2 separate regions of the Arabidopsis thaliana genome follow, and region 2 is linked to region 1. Evidence: chromatin contacts called from public capture Hi-C data. All regions are on one chromosome and are shown on one strand. The core of a region is the stretch at or near the end of the contact, and the rest is flanking DNA. Distances in the headings are between cores, read along the strand shown.

Region 1 (4,910 bases), core at 534-3,033:
TAAAGACAAAAAGTAGATATCTCTATTTTTTCCTCTATTATAGAGGAAACTTTACTTTAGGACATCTCCAACCCATCCCTATTTTTGTCCCTAAACTCTATTTTTACCTTTATTTCACTCCAACTCATCTCTATTATAGAGATCTCTATTTTTTTCTCTATATATAGAGACAAAAAATAGGGATTTCTATTTTTTCCTCTATTTTTCCTTCTACCAAATAGAGATCTTTATTTTTGAAGAACCATTGGAGTGAAAATAGAGAACCCTATTTTTTCTTTATATTTAGAGGAAAAAATAGAGATAACCATTGGAGATGGTCTTAGAGCACAATATCTGTAAAATAGAATAACCTCTATAAATAAAGAAAAATATAGAGATCACTATTGGAGATGTCCTAATTAGTGATTGGCTTTTCATGGAAATCTTTTTACTCAGTGTTTTTTTTTCTTAGTTTTTAAATATTAGAGAAAAACTAGAATTATACATTGTGTAAAAGCATTGTTTTGATGATAAAATGAGTTTCGAAAAAAACTAATTCAATATATAAACTAAGAGGAAAAAGAACCTGGAGGAAGAATAGAGAGGCACATCGGAAGAGTGAGTAATGTTTTGATTCCATATCTATCGGATAGATTCCCGATCACCGGCATCATTACCATTGTCCCCAGTCCTACCGTCTTTTTTTTTACCATTTTCACCGTTAGAAAAGATGTTTACATTAATTAACTTAATTTTCTTAAGAATTATAATATTGAAGTTGTTCTAAAGAAGAAGTAACTAACAACTTGAAAATAATTGATTCAGTTAAACCAACTGACTTTCTGTGAGGACCAACCAAATTTTTTAATTATAATTTTACTAAAACTTATCCCAAAACCTTCCCGACTTAGTTGTTGGTACAAAATATACTCATTTTGTTCTTTTTTGCTTGATTTTTTAGAAGAAAAAAATTGTTTCAATAATATTGATTTTTTAGGTTTTTAATGCAATAGTTATTAGTTATAATTGATAAATTGTAAACTTCAATATAAATTATTGAAGATCATTAGTTTAGAGTTATTAAAAATTGTAAATCACAAAGAACAATTCATTTAAAAATAACATTTAATATGCTTTTTTAATATTTATGTTTTTTCGTAAAAGATCAAACAAAAAGGAATAGAGAGAGTATTATGTACCAAAAAACTCATTATGTCATTATATAGTGAGTAACTCAAAATTTCATGTAATATTCACTGCATATGTATTTTAACACGTCTTCATCTATTATTTTATTTTTTAAAAAACGTCGTCATATAATATTCCATTAATAACATTTAATTTAGGTTATTTGAGTTTTATATATAATGATTTGAGTTCTCTGTTACTAATTTGAAAACATTGAAGAGTTTTGGGAGAATCAGTTATAACCAAAGGATTTGAAGAGACATTGACCCAAAAAAAAGAGCCATCAAAGAGTAAAAAGAAGACAGTAAACAATACATATATACAAATATAGGTAGAGGTGGATACCACTTGTTCTACTCCGGTGAGATAGACGGCGAGAGAACATGTTTCGTTTAGGCCGGAGCAAACCGCGGCGACGGTGACGTCAGTCATCACTGGCTTCACCAAGAACTCGGAGAATCCCGACAGGAAAACCGTTGTCAGCAAGTGTCTCAGCTCTCCAAGTCTATATTCCTCCATCTCTCTCTTCTCTCTCCTCTCCTAAACCACTTCTAATTCTTAATTATACGTTGTCTTGCAAATGTATCAATGTGTCTTCGTTAGGTTTCCATCCGATCCACGTGCTAATATTAATATATTGATTGGTCTTTGTGGTAAATCATATATTAATTCGTGAAAGATTATAAATAGTTAGGCTGAGTGTAACACCCTGGCGGCTGTATGGCCATTTTCTTTGTACAACGGAATTTAAATTAGTTTATCAACAACAAAGAAAAGTAAATGATTTTTATTTAAATGATGATCTATGGATTAATCATCAAAAGCATGTTGCTTATAATACTAAGTATAAATGTATTATACTGTTACAGAAAATAGCTCATAGCAGGTTTCTTTTTTATATTTTTTTCATAGCAGGTTTCACACAACTTGATTGGAAAAGTTATCATTGTTCCAATTTAGTTTGTGTATAAATCATGGATCCAAATCCAAATAATCAAATTTTGTTTATAAAAATAATGCAACTGAAACGTCTTTTGCAAAAACACTGAATATTGTTTGCAATGAGATCTCTCTCATTTGAGACTAATCGATTTACTATCAATGTCACACTTGATACCTCGCAGCAAGCCTTTCCTTAGCAAGAGGATCCAAAACAGAGAGACATTCTTCCCATGAGTTTTTTCCAAGCATCTGAACCCAAAAAGATAAAGTAAAAGACATTAACCATTTCTATTGTACACAAACAAGCGCGTTGGATGGATGGTTAAAACTGAACTTAAACTCAATAAATCTTACGTTTTTATAGCCTATCAGCACTTTGGAGAATTCGCTTTGGATGACCTTGTTTTCCATATCCTATGATAAAAATTCATTATTTATGTATCAACCAATTGTTCAAAGCTCAGTAAAAAAGTCTAATAGAGTTAGGATTTTCTTTTTTGTTCACTTACTTTCCAGCTTGCGATCGCTAAGCATATGAAAGCAACGGAGCTGACATATCTTGATGGATTCACCTTAACCTAATTTATGAAGAAACTTGAAAAATATCAAACGTTATTCAATGTTATATATTAACAAAGCAAAAAGTAAAGAGAGAAATACCATTTCACATAACCCTTGAAATGCATTTTCTTTTGTACTGTCATCATCTAACCTGAAAAGAAAGTACGATAAGAAATTGTTTTATAGAGCAGAGGTTGGAAGAGTATGTAAAGAATCCAAATCCAACAAAAAGGTTCACTAACGTTGCCAATCTCATGCACCAAGGCTTCATGAAGTTCTCAATGGATCGTGCACTGAGGTCTGGACGAATCCGTGCTAGTATCCCAACGGTAATTGCACTGTTCATAGCTAGTTCAATTGCATTGTATTCAACTAGTGTAGTTAAACTCTTCAACTCTAGTGTCTTATTCACACAAACAAAAAAATGAGGCATAATTAGACATGGCAAGTAAAATCTTTAACTTATAAGGCTGTTAGAGTCACCTCTCCGAGTTGAATAATCATGCCTAATGAATAGACAACATTGGTCACAATTGGTGAGACTTCTTGAGGATACTGAAACATTGAGTTCATATCATTCACGAGTTTGTTCTTTACCAGAAACTTCAACAATAAATAGAGAAATATCATTTTGGTTTTACCTTGACCGCTAATTCTCCTATTGCTTTACAAGCATTATTCGCAGCAGAAAGGTTTTCTCCGCTAAAATTTGCACTCTGTACAAAGCAGAGATACAATCAAACACAATAGAAAAAAAAATGTATAGTAGCATTATAATTTGGATATACCAACCAGTTGTTGGCTGGCGATTTCGAGGAACTCAAGCAGGCGGGGTTCTAGATAATCCGGGAGTACCTGTTAGTGTAGCCAAAAAATATTACCTTACATATAACGAGTAGCTCTCACTTTCCATGCTATTTAACAATTATGTTAAAGGTAAAGATTTTGGCAGATAAAAGAATATACAACTTACTTTTGTAAGATGACAAATAAGGGCAAAAGCACTTTCTCTAACATCTGGAGTTTCATCCATGAAACACTTAAGAAGCATATCCCTTAGATTACTTTGTGAAACCTGCATAAGAGCGATGATGTGAGTATCCATCCAGTTGTGACAATTGACTCGGTCGTATTATACAAACAACTTTGATATATTGAATTATTCACTGAGTGATAAGAACTTATGAGTAGAAAATCATGTGAACAAGACATCAAGAAAGGGAGTACCAGAGACTCTATCCCACTGACAAGCCCTTTAGAAAGTCCAGAAAAAAATTCAAGAGAACAAACGACGATATTTTGGTCGTATTGAACCCCGGCAAAATCATGATCAACCTAAAACAACACAAGCAAGCTATGATCAAACGAAAAACAGAAACGTGAAATAGTTATGTATAAGCCCTAATAAAATGAAGATTTGTTTCTAATGAAATGAATTCTGAATTGAACCTTAGCTAGCTGTTGTAGTTGAAGGATATCCATGCACCTCTCGAAAACATACCAAGAAAATGGAGCGAATCCTACTTCTAAAGCCTGAAACATGGAAACAAAACTAGTTGTAAATTGATAGTTCATGTTGCAAACATTTTAATATTTTGTTAAGATAAACTTGTCTAATATTCACATATCTCCCAATATTAGTAGCAATATCGGACTTCCAGAGTACCAAAATCTCAGTACCTTCACTTACTAGGATTATTTAAACTAATTACATTCGTGTAATATATGAAAAATCTTAAGGAGCTTGAAAAGTAGTAACATACCTTAGAAATGGATGTGAAGCACTTCAGCAATGGAATTACATCTTTATCTGAATTGGAAATTTGTTCCAACGTTGAAACCAGTGGGGGAATCAAAATCTTAATATAAGCACGCTGCATAACGGGTGAGTTTTAAGTAGGTAGAAAATATTTTAAGAACTATATATAAATTTAAATTCACAAGAAACAAATTAACCTTTCACAAACCTAATCATTATACCTTGTTCAGATTGATTCCAACTGAATCTGCTAGTGCTCTAATAGCATCAAGAAGAACTTTTAAGTTCCTCTTCTGAATATATAAAAATAGTGTGTGTGTTAGGTAGTCACAAATAAAAATTGTTTAATATGTCAATGTAGTCAACTACAAGAAGATTTAACGACCTGATACTTTCCAAAAGCGCGCATTAGCTGTTGTAATATTTTTTCCAGGTGTGGTACTAATTTGTCACCAGCATCCTACATGTTCACAAAAAAATC
Region 2 (5,269 bases), core at 2,688-5,187, 46 kb before region 1:
TATCTTGACTAAATAAAAAAATGAAAATTTAGTTTTCGTTATATATTTAAAATTTGGAATTAATATAAAATCAATCATTATACATTATATCGATTAAATCTGAAAAATTTAATTGTAATTGTTGTTTCATATTTGTTAAATTAAATAATCAAATTATTATTAGTATTAATATTAATTGATAAAATAATAAATATTTTTATTTTAATTTCCTTAATTTGCTAAAGTTTATGCAATTACTAGCTACTTTATTAATGGTTTCTCGATTTTTTGTCTTAGATAATGCCTATATATATGAGGTCTCTGTATTATTTTTAGAGTATTTATAATAAATGATTATAGATTTGAAAAGAATGTACAAACTAACCTTGAGTCACAGTATCTTGTCGGAAACATGTTGGAGAACACGTGTAATTACGTAAATGTCCTTTGTAACATGTTATTTTTCCGAAATACATGCGATAACATAATATCCTCTTTTTATCTTGTTATTTTCTCTTATTACATAGTATTTGTAAAAACCACATAGTATTTTTTGTAAAAAACATTCTATTCAGTTTAATATCTCATTTTATCATGATATTTTGTAGTAATACAAGTTTTTTATTAAGATCACACGTGATTTCTTTAAAAATATATTCTTATTTTTTAGTAATACATGGTTTTTATTAAAATCACATATAATTTTTGTTTTTTAAGATTCTGTTCATGTAAAAGAATTTCATAATAATGTTTTTTCTTAAAAATTCATAACGTTTTTTGAAATAGCATATTTTTAAACTAAATATTACATGTGAAATTTTAATGTTACATGCTATTTTGAAAAATTACACGGATGTGTTTCGTTTACTGTTCATCTTACAACAAATGAAGGGTAGCTTTGTTATTTCCTTTCTTCCGACAACGTGGGTCCATGGTTATTTTGTAACAAAAAACTTTCTCTCTACTAGTTTCTTAATTTGTATGTTTTATTTGGTTATCTACTAATATTACCCTTATTTTTATATGCAAGTATATATTAATTTATACATAAAAAAAATAGTATATGTCAATGTATACATGTTTACTAAGTCCAATCAACCATTATTTACTTTGCTTCTTCGTCTTTTCCGATTTTTGTCAAAGGTGCTTTCGTTCTCCTTTGATGTCAACTTCTAATATCTAGAGAAAATTCAATTTACCAATTGAGATTCAACTTCCTCTTCTCTGCAGGAAAAAAAAAAAAAAACTTCCTCTTCTTTACCTAAAGGCCAAAATCATTATCGGTGGCACAAAGGCGATGACATACATGGTGTACATAAGCTTCCACAAAGGTGAAGATAGAATCCGGTACTCCTTCCTCAGCCACTTATCTGCCTCTCTTCGCCGGAAAGGTCTGATCTCTTCATCGTCGTTTGTCCATCATTCTTCCAATGAGATTAAGATAGAGAAAACAAAATTCAAGGCTTTTTTGGTGGTTATCTCTTGGAAGTACGTGTTATCCGCAGAATGCCTCGATGAGCTTGCAGAGATTGCTGATCAAAATGTGGTGGTCCCCGTGTTTTACTGCATAACTCAATCGGACGTTAAGCATCAGTGCCGATTGGACATTTTGAGAGATACGTTTCCATTGGAGGATTACTCAGCCGAGAGGGTATCCCGGTGGATATATGCTCTGAACAAAACGACCAAATCATATAAATTAAGGTAACAGTATAAAGATTGCAGACGCTCAATTTGTTTTGCTAACTTAGAGATACCATCATACCATACCATGCAGTCTTCCATAACGGATATTTTTTAAAAAGAAATATGAATTTATGAACGGATCATGTTATTTATACTAGTTGTGTGTGCTAGATCACTATAAAAACAGGTCTATAAATCAGTTGTGAAATCCAATCACCAGTGTTTGATGGTTGGATTTCTACAGTCTTATTTTGTTTTTGTAAAGACCAAGTTCTTTCCAATCGTGCTTTGCCTTTTTTGTTTTTACTAAAGTTAAAGCCTAGGAAAAAGACCGGTATGACTTAAATTTTCTACTGCCTAATACTTTTTTTTGCTACAAGTGCTGTAGATTCTGTTTTTTTGTTTTTCTCTCCTCTAACTTTGTATACTGCATCCACTAGTTCATGTCTGTCAATTTAATAAATTTTAGGTAATGACCATCCTAATGCAAATGATAATTAATTTGAAAATTTATTTATAAGTTAAAAGATTATGTGTAGGGTAAAAGAATAACATGGCATAGGCTTGATGTATACAACATACCCAATTTATTTGATAATTAAGTTAAGAGTTTGTCCTATTATTAGTTGACCTCTTCTTTAATATAATCATATAGGATTAGGTCTAGACCCCAAACCCTTGTTGCAATAAGACTTGAAAACTCTAATTAATATGGCATATGCTTGACTTGGGGATTCGGTTCGGTTCATTCATTTATGTTTGTTTTTCTTTGGTTTTAGAGTTTAGCATCTATGTAGAAACCGAAACAATTTTGGTTCGATTCTAGTGTTTTTTGTTCTTAAGTTTAGGACCTATTTACATATTTTTAGTATTTTTGATATTTTGCCGAGTATTTTTTGGTATTTCAGATATTTAATTTGGTTATTCGATAAATAAATAGCTAGAATGTTTGGATCAATAATCACATGTTGGGCAACAAAAATATTTTAGTTAGGTTTAGATTTAGAATTTAGGAACCAATTAAGTGTATAATAATTTTGGTTCGGTTCTTTTTTGTTCGGTTTTTATGTTTCGAGTATTTTGCCAAGGCCTAGGCTTGACGTATACAACATACTGTATGTCTGTATCTAATCTTTATATTATTAAAAAAGAAGTACATTTGTACTTTTTTCCAAAATCGTTCACTTAATAAATTACCATTAAAATTATATGTCGAAAGTGTTTAATTGGAATGAGAAATGATAAATTTGGAATTAAAACAATTGAAAGTGTCTTATTTCCTTTCATTAATTTAGAAATATTTCAAACCTAACATCTTGTTTAATCATATTTTCTAGGACATTTGAATCAATAGATAGTAATAAATAAAATACTAGATTTTTGTAAATGTTGTGATTCAAATTTTTTAAAACAAACATAATTTACCCAATCAATGAAGAAACAAAAGTGTGAATTGAACGTTCCACATCGGTTAAATATATTGTGTGGTGGTTCAAAGAAAATTTTATAAAAGAAATTAAAAAGATTCGAAATCTAATGAGTAGAAAGCTTGATTTAATAGATATCCAAATGTCTATAATTTTTAGTTGCTTTAATTAGTTTTCTTTGAATCATATAATTTCTCAAAAAAAAATAATATCATAAGAATGTTTTTTATATAAAGAAATCTTTGATTTTGTTAAGATTTACATCATAAACATATATATAGAAAGAAACCGAAATGTAGTCAATTGTTTACTAATTACAAGTTTGAAAGAACATTTTATTGAACAAATAGTAAAGAAAAAAGTTAATCAGAAACAATAAATAAGAACTTTAGAAAAATATATAAATTTGCACTGGTTCATAAGTTAACCAAATTACAATATAATTAACTATTAATTTGTTGTTCAAAAAAAAAAATTTAACTATTAATTAAAAACTTTTGTAATTTAGTGTAAAATAACATAAGTAATATCTTCAATATATAAAGATGTTTCTAATAAATTAAATATACTCATTCGATTTGAGAATAATATTTTCAAAAGAGAAATTATATAGATTCTTATAAATATATAAATTATATATTTTATGAAAGTTTTGTAAAAGTAAAAGTAAATATGGGTTAATTTGCAAACTTTTATAAATAAAAGGTGGTAATTCAAAAATAAAAATCGAATCTATTAATATTTATTTTTAGAGGAAAACATAGAGAAATAAATTGAAATTAAAACAACTTATTTATAAAGTTCCTCTATGTAGAAGCAAAAATACATATAAGCCTGCATATTTTAGTTTTTTTATCACATTGACATCGTGCATGGCATCTTAACATAATATGAGTCGATGTAATGGAATTTTGTTCAAGTAGAAATTGGTCGTTGTCCCTCATTATTATACACATGTTTAAGTTTAATTAAGACACATATGTTATCACCGGAATGTCTAACTATATAATTGTGTTGGTCTCAACTCTCAAGGAGGATGGATTATGGTGCTTGTGAACTAGTGGAAGACATTGCTAGGGATATGTATGAAAAGATTTTCCCTACCAAACGAATTGGGATCTACAGGAAGATGCTGAAGTTAGAAAAAATTGTTTACAAGCAACTATGGGGTATCCGCAGCATAGGCATATGGGGTATGCCAGGCATAGGAAAAACAACACTTGCCGAAGCAGCATTTGACCAATTTTCTGGTGATTATGAAGCTTCTTGCATCATCAAAGACTTCGACAAAGAATTTCTTGCGAAAGGACTTTATCATTTGTGGAATGAATACTTAGGGGAAAATATAAACAATTCTTTTATCAAGTCCGGACAAAAAAGACTTCTTATCGTCCTTGACAATGTTCTTAAACCTCTGGATGCAGACGCTTTTCTTAATGGGTTTGATTGGTTTGGTCCAGGGAGCCTGATAATCATAACCTCTAGAGATAAACAAGTACTAGTGCAGTGTGGCGTCAACCAAATATATGAGGTTGAAGGTTTAAACAAAGATGAGGCTAAGCAACTACTTCACGGATGCGCATTTGGAATAGACTGGAGAAAACAGAGTGGGTTGGAAACTCTTGCACCTTACTATATTTCTGTCAAATATTTTAGTGGAAACCCTCTAGCTCTTAGCCTTTATGAAGAAATGTTGTCACACATGAAGTCAGATAAAATGGAGGTTAAGCTCCTCAAGCTCAACCACCCTCCACCTCAGATTATGGAAGTATTCAAGAGCAATTACAATGCACTTAATGAGAACGAGAAGAGCATGTTTCTAGACATTGCTTGTTTCTTCAGGGGAGAAAAGGCGGACTACGTGATGCAACTGTTTGAAGGATGTGGATTCTTTCCACATGTTGGAATATATGTTCTAGTGGATAAGTGTCTGGTGACTATTGTAAAAAGAAAGATGGAAATGCATAATCTGATCCAGATTGTTGGGAAGGCGATTTCAAATGAAGGAACTGTAGAACTTGATAGGCATGTCAGACTATGGGACACTTCAATCATTCAACCTCTGCTAGAAGATGAAGAAACCAAATTAAAGGGTGAATCTAAGGTATGTTATGAAAAATGTTAGATATGCTATATAATTTATCTTATAAAAATTTGATTTTGAGTATGATTTATTG

The links. Capture Hi-C pulls out chosen DNA fragments and counts their contacts.
Region 2: a capture Hi-C map of seedling shows a contact between it and region 1, with 3 times the contacts expected there. The contact joins the promoter of AT2G17050 here to the promoter of MEE15 in region 1. A contact is called at or near these places in 7 of 26 Hi-C or Micro-C datasets (callus, cotyledon, flower and 3 more) and 3 of 3 other capture datasets (root, seedling and shoot).

The regions. Positions count from the first base shown.
Region 1 is chr2:7,366,325-7,371,234 of TAIR10.1, reverse strand. It overlaps MEE15 (Major facilitator superfamily protein), which reads right to left and starts at 1,783. Exons shown (of 12, transcript NM_001335512.1): 1 at 1,513-1,783; 2 at 566-677. The coding sequence starts at 1,686. It overlaps AT2G16960 (ARM repeat superfamily protein), which reads right to left. Exons shown (of 19, transcript NM_001335507.1): 6 at 4,815-4,889; 7 at 4,651-4,722; 8 at 4,434-4,544; 9 at 4,120-4,203; 10 at 3,898-4,005; 11 at 3,644-3,745; 12 at 3,463-3,525; 13 at 3,312-3,386; 14 at 3,154-3,225; 15 at 2,913-3,073; 16 at 2,770-2,821; 17 at 2,619-2,687; 18 at 2,464-2,523; 19 at 2,272-2,358. The coding sequence ends at 2,272.
Region 2 is chr2:7,414,470-7,419,738 of TAIR10.1, reverse strand. AT2G17050 (disease resistance protein (TIR-NBS-LRR class)) reads left to right here and starts at 3,937. Exons shown (of 6, transcript NM_001335535.1): 1 at 3,937-5,196. The coding sequence starts at 4,129. It overlaps AT2G17055 (Toll-Interleukin-Resistance (TIR) domain family protein), which reads left to right and starts at 1,088. Exons shown (of 1, transcript NM_201748.2): 1 at 1,088-1,864. The coding sequence starts at 1,277. The coding sequence ends at 1,687.